Regions from separate parts of the Zea mays genome. Here regions 2 and 3 are each linked to region 1. The links are chromatin contacts, called in public Hi-C maps. All regions are on one chromosome and are shown on one strand. Each heading gives the region's core, a stretch centred on a gene start, on an enhancer-like site or on the middle of the called end of the contact. The rest is flanking DNA. Distances are from core to core; before and after follow the strand shown. Region 1 holds the start of LOC100281419. Region 2 holds the start of LOC100192984 (Speckle-type POZ protein). Region 3 holds the start of LOC103643706 (F-box/LRR-repeat protein At3g48880).

Region 1 (3,276 bases), core at 458-2,957:
GGCAGGTCCCCTCCGGCATTGTCGCCGCCGTTGGCCAGGCTCATCGTCGTCTGCTGCCTGGAGCAGGACGCGGGCGTCGACTTGGGAGGCGGCATCAGGTCGCACGGGTCCCCCGCCGACACCGCGCACGCCCCGCCGCCGCCGCGCCTGTCGTCCTCTGCTGGGACTGGGACGTCCCCGCCGCACGACTTGCCGCCGGCTTCGGTGCCGGTTCCACCACCAGAGGCCGCCGGCGCCGCATCCGCCGCCGCCGGTGCCGGCGTCGGTGCCTCGCAGAAGAACTCCGAGAAGATGTCCTTGTCCAGCGAGTCGGCCAGCGCGAAGGGGAACCACAGGCCGCCCTCGTCTTCCTGCGGCACGGACGCGGGGGCTGGTGGAGCCGCCACTGCCGCCGCCTTCTCCGGCCTCGGCGGCACCTTCCGGTGGCTCTGGCTCTGCATGACGACATGGCCGTTGCACCATAGCAGCTCGATGAGGTCGTCTTCTTCGCTGCACCAACGCAAGAACACAGCAGAATCTTCGTTATCCTTCCTCCCTCTCCGCGTCACGGTCTCCATGGATCATCAATTAGGGGGGGATCAGAGTAGTGCTCACCCGAGCGGCCTGGAGGTGTCTCCCATGTTGCTCCAATCAGGGACGAACTGGTTCATCGCTCAGATGGCCAGCACAACACAACCATCGATCGATGAGAAGCCGCCAATCACTTCGTGTTCAGTCAGAGCTCACACTGCAAGAAGCAGGGGGAACGTGCATGGGAACTCAAAGCATGATCTTAAAAATTGCTGCCAGCCTTTATGCAACTGTCAATGGAGGAGAAAAAAAACAGTAAACAATGACGTCTCCTGTCCAGGATCTTGCTTGCACCACACAAAAGCCTCTGTTTGACCCCAGATGGAGCAAGCGGTGTGTCACTTAATCTATGCTTGTTCTCTATCTACTATCTGCTATGACTGGCAGCTCTGTTCCAACAAGAAAAAGAGATAGGACGCGGGAATACGATAAATCCGCAGGCCCCACAACAGGGTACACGGATCGGGGGGAAAGCAGGGCATGTGAACAGTGGGGGTGCAAGAACATAACACGCTAACACAGTGATTTGATGGATATATTAAGAGGGAAGAAAACAGAGAAGAAGCGGAAAAAAAAGGAGGATAGGCGTGTGGTGTGGACACCCACATACTCGCGAGGGGAGAAGCACCTGCCTGCTCAGGAGCAGCAACCAAACACGCGGAAAGGTTCTTTCTTTTTGTTATTATTATGTATCGTAGTAATGGAATCGCGATCGATATATAGCAAGAACAGCGGAGAGGAGAGGAGAGCAGATGCTTCGTTGAATTTTTAGCAGAGGACCTTTCTGTCAAGAAGTGTAAAGTTGAGATTGCACGGTGAGAATGGACGGATGACGGTGAAAGTATCATATCAGATTTCGTAAGAAAAAAAAGACGGAGAAGAAGAACAGCTGCGCAGTATGTATTATAGAAGAGAAAGAATTCGAGGGAGAAAGAGAAGCAAGAATCAGAAAAGACCAAGTACCTCTGCAGAGCTAGCTTGGAACCCGGCTTATCGAGGGAGAGCAGACAGCAGACTGCAGAGCGCGGCCTCGATGCTCAGCGCAGACGGTTGCTGCAGGCCTCTGTGACTCGACCTCGCTTCTTCCACCCTCTACAGCCTAGAGCTGGAGCTGTGCTGTGATGAGAGAGAGAGAGAGGTAGACAGCGCGACGGGGAAGTGAGGGAGAGAAGGGAGGGTTGCTTTTATGCAGCGGAGGTGTTGAGCACGCAGAGGCAGACGCAGCAGCATTGCGGTGTGGCTGGACTGAGGTGGATTCCCGCGGACAGGGACGCGCGAGAGCGATGGGAAAGCGGGAGCGAGATGGGCTGATGCTACGGTGTGGTAGAGGAGGTGTAGGGGTCCGGCCGCGCCCGGGGCGAATGATTAGGCGATCGAGCCGGCAGAGCCAGGGCCGCGGGGGCCCCGCGCGGGGGGCCCTTGCAGAGCGGCAGCTAGCGTAGCGTAGCGGCGGCGGCGGCGGCATGTGGATGATGCGGACCAGAAGAGTACTCCTTCGGTCCTTCCCTTACTAATCCTTTAGTAGTAGAGAAGAGGACGATCGGGAGGCGGTGTGCGCGTGCCGTGCCCGTGCATGCCGTTTTGCGCATGCGCCGACACCGCGCAGGTACACTACGGGACTTACCATTTCGAGTAACTAAGACCAACTCCAGCAGCACTCCGCATGCGGCTCCGTATCCGTATTTTGCGGAGTCTAGCACACTATTCATCAGTCCAGCAGGCTCCGCATCCGGCTCCGTAAAACGCACGGCCTGTACCCTGACTCCCCATTTCCACGCTTTCTCTCTTCTCTCCGCAGCTCTCTGCGTGCGCGCGCGCCTGCTGGCGGGCCCCAGGTGTCATAGACTGCATGCGGAGTGGGATGGGGAGTGTTGCTGGAAACGGAGACGGATACGGAGAGGAGAGAGAATGTGTTGGCCGCGCGTTTTAGGGATACGGAGAGGGAGTCTGCTGGAGTTGGTCAACGGGGCCTGTGTGCTAGCTAGCTACGAGCGGACGCTGCTACGTCTACGCTGGTAGCTGCTGCTGTCGGGCGCGGCCACCGTATCTGCGGCTCTGCCTTGCCGGTGCTTCGCCTCGCGCCTGTGCTGACGACGACTGCTGCTAGAGAAGGCACAGCTCAGCTCTCGGTTGTTGCCTGCTCCAGTACTGACGTAGGATGTGGCATTCCACCTCGTTAATCTCTCCCGCCCCTGCTCTCCGTTTTCTCCCGGCAAAGAGAAAGCATTGTTGCCACCAGTCATATATAGTGCTGCGAATATAGTCAAGACTTTTTTTTTTTGCCAGCACGAGCACGGTCTGAAAACAGAAGCCCAAAACACAGTCCAACATGAAATAATATGGGCCGACTAGCACAGCCCGAAGACAGACTTGAGTCGGGCCTTAAATTCCAGCTCGTCGTCCCAGCACGGCCCGCACAGACGGACCAGACTTGGACCGGCACGGCCCAATAAAACCCAAGTTATTTAATTACTTTAATTTGGTAAGCTAGAGACTTTATATTGTTGTGATATTTAGAGTTTATATGGTAAAATGATGTTAGGATTGTTTAATATCTTTAATTTAGTAGGTTATGCACTTTATGTGGTTGTAATATTTTGATTTTATGTGGTCAAATATATGGGCCGGGCTTGGGCCAGCACGGCCCAATAAAGGCACGACATGGTTTAGGGCCGGGTCGGGCCACTGTTTTTACACTTTGAGCTG
Region 2 (3,276 bases), core at 444-2,943, 260 kb before region 1:
CGACGAGGAGCCACCAGGTCGGTCCGCTTACGTCGTGCTCACGGAATCTACCACGCCTTCATGCATGCAGGCTGCAGCGAGGCTTGGGACACGACTAGTGCTGGGAATTGGGCCGGGCCGGGCCAGCCCGGCCCAAGCCCGTCGTGCTTCGTGCCAAACGAGTTCGGGCTAGGAAAGCCCAAACAATTTTTGGGCCGTGTCGTGCCAGACCGAAGTGTAAAAACAGTGGTCCGGCCCTAAACCACGTCGTGCTTTCGTTGGGCCGTGCCGGCCCAAGCCCGGCCCGTATATTTGACCATATAAAATGAAAATATTATAACCATATAAAGTTCATAGCTTACTAAATTAAAGATATTAAACAATTATAACATCATTTAACCACATAAACTTCAAATATAACAACAATATAAAGTCGATATCTTACTAAATTAAAGAAATTAAATAGATTGGGCTTATTTGGGCCGTGCCGGCCCAAGCCCGGCCAATCTATGCGGGCCGTGCCGGGGCCCGACGGGTCGGAATTTGAGGCCCGGCCCAAGCCCGCCTTTAGGCCGTGCTAGCCCGGCCCATATTATTTCGTGCTGGGCCGTGCTTTGGGCTCTTATTTTCGGGCCGTGCTCGTGCTGGCCCGAAAAGCCCGGCCCAGATTCCCAGCACTAGACACGACCATAGCAAACATTGCGAGAGGCGGGATGAGGGTTGAGGTGCAGCGAGGCCTTTGGTATTATTGGATTTCTACTAGCGGTTGCGGTGTTTATCGTGCTCAGAGGTAGGGTGCGACGCGCTCGCGCGCTTGTGGATCAGGGACGTACGACTAGTGTTAAGAATAGGAACGGGCCGGACCAGGCCAGCTCGAGCTCATCGTGCTTCGTGCTAAACGGGTTCGGGCTAAGAAAGCCTAAATTTTTTTAGGTTGTGCCGTGTCAGTCTAAAGTGTACTCCGGCCTAGCCCTAATTACGTCGTGTCTTTATTGGATCGTGTCGGTCCAAGTCCGACCCATATATTTGACCACATAAAATCAAAATATCGCAACCATGTAAAGCCAATAGCTTAATAAATTAAAGATATTAAACAATACAAACATCATTTGACCATATAAAATCTAAATATCACAATAATATAAAGTCTATAACTTACTAATTTAAAAAATTAAACAACATGGGCTTCATTAGGCCGTGTCGGCCCAAGCCTGACTCATCTGTGCGAGCTGTGTCAGGGTCCGACAGGTCGGAATTTGAGGCCCGGTCCAAACCCACCCGCCTTTAGATCGTGGTAGTCATGTCCATGTTATTTTATACTAAGCTGTGCTTTAGGCTCCTGTTTTCAGGTCGTGCTCGTGCTGGTCGAAAAAGTTGACCCTATATTCACATCCCTACGTACAACACACGAATCCATGCATGTATTAAAGTGCTGCATTAAAATAGTCGAGATAGTTCGTGCTTGATGCTTGCATCGTAGACCTTTCCTGCAGCTTAACACGACACGGGCCTCAGGCTGGGCTGACACAGGCCCGGTAGTCGTCGGACCCGACCATGGGCCGCACGACGAGTGGGCTTGGTACGATCTCCTAGCACGCCAGACTGCCAGAGGATCCAACAGTTTTCTCCGTGATAAAAAAGGCAAAACGGTAGAAGTAGAACCGGCAAAACCCTCCCAATCCCCCCTCCGCTGCCGCCGCCCACCCGACCCAACCGATCGAGGCGCGCCGCCGCCAGTGCCCTACGTTGTTGCCGTCCATGCCGGGATCTTCTCCCTGTCCCGCCGCTGGCTATAGTGGGAGCGGCAACGGCTCCCACTCCGCCATCGTCGCCGGCGCTGTGACCGGCTCCCACGTGCTTAAGATCGTGTTCTATTCCCGCACTAAGGAGGTCCCCAATTGCCAGGTCATCAAGTCCCGCCATTTCTGCCTGGGAGGCCACACCTGGTTCGTGCAGTATTACCCCAATGGGAACTCCGCCGACAACGTCAACTTCATATCGTTGTTTCTCACTATGCATGGTGCAGTAGCCGGCAAGGCAGTGAAGGCGCAGGTCACCATCAGTTTACTCGACCAGGACGGGGAGCCGGTGCCGTCGTACACCCAAGTCACAACATTCGTGGACTTCGCTGAGAAAGGGAGCTGGGGATACCCAGAGTTCATCGAGAGGAAAGCTCTGGAGGAATCCGAGCATCTCAGGGATGACTCCTTCACCGTCAGGTTCGATGTGACCATCATGAGCGACATCCAAACCGTGGCAATGCCGTCAGTGGTCGTGCCGCCGTCCGACATGCACCGGCACTACGCTGATCTCCTGCTGAGCAAGGAAGGCGCCGACGTCAAATTCCGAATCGGCGGGCAGACATTCTCCGCCCATCGGCTTGTTCTCTCGACACGGTCGCCGGTGTTCAAAGCCGAGCTCTTTGGTCCGATGAGAGAGAGCACAACCACCAACGCCATACGCATTGACGACATGGAGCCGGAGGTGTTCGACGCGCTGCTCACCTTCATCTACACGGACACCCTGCCAGAGACGAAGGATGGGGAGGGATGTGCGATGGCCCAGCATCTGCTCGTCGCCGCTGACCGGTATGACCTGGAGAGGCTGAAGTTGATCTGTGAAGATAAGCTGTGCAGGTATATCGATACGGGCTCCGCTGCGACCATCCTGGCTTTAGCTGAAAAGCACAACTGCCATGGGCTTAAGGATGCGTGCTTCGCGTTACTAAGCTCCGCTGCGACTCTTGGTGCATTCATGGAAACAGATGGGTTTGACCACCTGACAGTTAGCTGTCCCAGCCTTCTGAAAGAACTGTTCTCCAAATTTGTTCCGACTTGAACTAAAAAGAGGTGGCGTGTAACAGCAAATCTTGACAAAGTCCTCCTATGTTTTAGTCTTATATATATAGGTACCCCAAGACATTGTATCCTTTATATATGTAGGATCATTTTGGCGGCAAGCTACACTAAGCAGCTTGTGTCTTGGTGCTATGAACAGTGAGTTTAGTTATGTGTACCGGCAGCATTGCATGGATATGCTGTTCGCTTGACTTTAATCTAAAACGGTTTCTATTGCTTCTACAGTGTTTTGTCTCTATGTATTGCAGCTGCAGCAGTCGAAACAGCTGGTTTTAATCCGAAGTGTGTTATATTTTAAAGCTTCATATAGCATAATCTGGGTGGCTGGAATTTGTGCGTGTTTTGGCCTTTGGGGGGCGAGCAAGAGTTTGCTTTCTTCAATTCCGACAGTGACCTTTTGTCATGCTTGTCATTATAGTTTTTTATTGGAGAAATTTTG
Region 3 (3,276 bases), core at 420-2,919, 260 kb after region 1:
AGCTTTGCATTACTTGTCTCGAGCTAATTTAAGTCTAAAATTTAGACTAGAGAATCTAAACAAGTTCTAACAACTATCAAGTAGTCCATTAATTAATCCGGTAAACTCATGTAATAGAAGTATAGGACTAACATGTATCCATGGAGCTGCAAACAACACATACTCCCTCCAAATTAAAATTCGTTTTGGGGTGTTAATGTATTTATACAATACTTGACGTATGTGTTTTATATTTGTTCAGATTCATTATCATTTATTTGAATATATACATGGAACCAAGACTATTTTGGGACAGAGTGAGTATATAATAAAACTTTAGTTGACTAAACTAAATATTACTTTCTCTGTTCCAATTTACAATTCGTTTGATTTTTTACACAAAGTTTGATCGGCTCATTTTATTCAAAAAATCATAATTTTTATTAATTTTTATTGTGATACTGTTTAGTATATAATGTACTTTAAGCATAGCTTTGCATTTTTTTTTTGCAAAAACGTTGAATAAGACAAGCCGACTAAACTTGATACATAAAAGTCAACAAATTATAAATTGGTATAATACTCCACCTGTCCTAAAATAAAATATTGAATATAGACATAAAAATTAAGAGTTAAAACCAATTTTATTTTGAGACGGATGGAGTAGTGACTAATTTTTATTTTTGAGAGTTGTTTTGGTGATTAGGGAATTGGAAGGGATCCATAAGGAAGGAAATCTCCTGCTCTTCAATTTTAAATAGAGAAAGGTTTCATCTCTATAGATTAACTTTAATTCTCTGGTCACCAAATCAATCCTAAAGTTTTGACTAGACCTAAGCAGGGCCGCATGTGCCCTTTATATATTTCTGTTTTTATCCTGACATGCCTCGGTCCCGGGACACATATACACCCTTCATTCGATTTTATTTTATAGAGTGAAAATATTTTAAATGCAATTAATCTTATATAATAATAACACTTATAATATTAAATAAGTACCTTATATTTTATATTGATTATTTTACAGCATTCTTGTTTAATATTCTATAGTTCTATTATTTGTTTTAAATTTTTGACTAAACCCGAGATATTTTGATAAAATTATAGTAGCTTGTAATTTAAAACGGAGGCTTTAGTTTTTAAGCACGTGGAGCGTCCCCAGCAGTGAATGCTGCAAAAGCGAAAACCGCGTCGCACTGTGTGCACTGCACATTGGGCAGCAGGCCAGCAGCCAGAAGGAGCAGGCCAGTCGTGTCGTGCGTGTGCGTGCCCGGCCGGCCAAGTTGCATGCATGGTCAATGGTCAAATGGCCAAGATGCATAGCACACGGACACAGTAGTACAGGGCGCGTCGCTGTTAACGACCCATTCAGTAAAAGATAGTAGAACGGCCGTCTCTCCATTTCAACTAGTAGGAAAACCCTTTCAAAAAAAACTAGTACAATTGTACAAAAACGTACACAACGAGCCGTATTTCGCTAGTATCTTACGTATACGAATATGACGCATGGGCTTAATTATGCAATTTATGCAGGCCCTAGCGTGAGCACTGTATTGTTCATGTCATGCCTACGGCGTATGCGTATCGTATTTGATAATGGACGAAAAGAGGGGGAGAAAACGAAAAACAAGAGAGAGAGATATATATATATATAGAATGGCTCGCGAGACCGGTCCGACCACGGCAGCTTTGTAAAGGCGGGGGCGGCTGCCTCTATATATCTGTCATTCTTCTCTCTCTCTCTCTCTCTTAAGTCTTACCATTCGCATTGTAAAGCCGCCCATCGACTCCTCGAGCTCGATCGCTCGCCGCCAAGAACTACAAGCCATGGAGACGGCGTCGGCCGCGTCCGTCCAGGGCCCCAGCGCGGCGCCGTGGGCGGACATGGACACGGACTGCCTGGTTCACGTGTTCGGGCGCCTCGACCTGGAGGACCTGGCGGCGGCGGCCCCGCTCGTGTGCCGGGGCTGGCGCCGGGCCGCCGCCGAACCGTCCCTGTGGCGCGCCCTCGACCTGCGCCGGGACCACGTCGCGCGCTTCATGCCCTGGGGCGCGCTCGCCGCCGCCTTCGCGCGCCGCTACGCCGTGCGCGGCTTCTCGCTCGCGGGCTTCCTCAGGATCTGCGTGTGGCGCGCGCGCGGCTCCGCCGAGGACGTCGCGCTCCCGCCGCTCCTCGCCGAGCCGGCGCACGAGATCGACCACATTTCGCTCCGGTTAGTGCCTCTGTCTGCCTGCTGCGCACGCCTCGCCTCTGTATGGTTGCTCTTGCTGTTGCTGCCACCTCGCACGAGCACGCGTCTCACATGCTTCGGCGTCGAGCAGGTGCCCCAGGTTGCGGCGCCTGGCGCTCCCGCACCTGACGGTCGGCGACGAGGCGCGCCTGCCGGACCTCGTCCCGCGGTGGCCGCTGCTGGAGCATCTGGAGCTGGAGACAAAGCCGTCGTCCTCCTCCTTCCCGGCGCTCGCCGCGCAGGTCGCGCTGCACTGCCCGGCCTTCGCCAGCCTCAAGACCTCGGGGGCCTTCAAGCGCGAGGACGCCGCGGCGCTGGCGCGCTCCCTGCCCAGGCTCCGCTCCCTCTGCGTCGACCGCTCCTACCTGCCCAAGGAGCAGCTTCTCGCCATCCTCGCCGCCTGCAGGGACCTGCGGGAGTTCAGCGCGCGCAGCTGCGTTGGCTTCGACGACGAGGACGAGGAGGTGCTCAGGCACGGGGCCAGGATCCTGCGGTTCGACGTCGGAGGGTCGAAGCTGGTGGACGAACTAGACGACGAGTTCCCCGGCGGTGGCGGTTTCTGCGACTCGTCCTACGTTGACGTGATGTGATCTCTGTCGCTGGTGCTCGCGGTCGCGGCGCGGCTGCTAAGTGACAGAGCCCACACATAAGTACACAACATAATTAATGCAGTTTGGATTTCATTCTATTGTATGAGCAGGGGAATTATACTATTATTATTGTATTTAGAGGCGTTTGGTTTCTAAAAATAATTTTTAGTCTATTATTTTATTTAATTTTAGTCTCTAAAATGTTAAATACGAAAACTAAAATAAAACTTTACCTTTCATATTTATTAATTTAGAGATTAAAATAAAATAAAATAAAGGTACTATCTCCAGAAACCGAGCAAGGGACTGTCTCTACAAACCGACCAGCCCTTAGAAGTACCAATTCATGGGTTGCACACGACTTTTAAAGTGAGCGGGGTCTTTTTTTTGGACGCATTTTTTGTGTTGACGCCTGGATGCATATATATGGGCTCGCCTGATGTCTTTTTTTTCCTTTTTATATATAGGCCTGATGT

The links. Hi-C and Micro-C count contacts between places; a contact is called where the count stands out from the background.
Region 2: a Hi-C map of endosperm shows a contact between it and region 1, with 4 times the contacts expected there. The contact joins the promoter of LOC100192984 here to the promoter of LOC100281419 in region 1. A contact is called at or near these places in 4 of 25 Hi-C or Micro-C datasets (bundle sheath, ear, endosperm and 1 more).
Region 3: a Hi-C map of leaf shows a contact between it and region 1, with 6 times the contacts expected there. The contact joins the promoter of LOC103643706 here to the promoter of LOC100281419 in region 1. A contact is called at or near these places in 3 of 25 Hi-C or Micro-C datasets (ear, leaf and tassel) and 1 of 3 datasets of contacts at active chromatin or transcription factors (seedling).

Annotation. Positions count from the first base shown.
Region 1 is chr1:258,577,504-258,580,779 of Zm-B73-REFERENCE-NAM-5.0, forward strand. It overlaps LOC100281419, which reads right to left and starts at 1,708. Exons shown (of 9, transcript NM_001361494.1): 1 at 1,534-1,708; 2 at 595-727; 3 at 1-489. The coding sequence starts at 650.
Region 2 is chr1:258,321,143-258,324,418 of Zm-B73-REFERENCE-NAM-5.0, forward strand. It overlaps LOC100192984 (Speckle-type POZ protein), which reads left to right and starts at 1,694. Exons shown (of 1, transcript NM_001138156.1): 1 at 1,694-3,058. The coding sequence starts at 1,738. The coding sequence ends at 2,817.
Region 3 is chr1:258,836,037-258,839,312 of Zm-B73-REFERENCE-NAM-5.0, forward strand. LOC103643706 (F-box/LRR-repeat protein At3g48880) reads left to right here and starts at 1,670. Exons shown (of 2, transcript XM_008666878.3): 1 at 1,670-2,192; 2 at 2,302-3,276. The coding sequence starts at 1,807. The coding sequence ends at 2,800.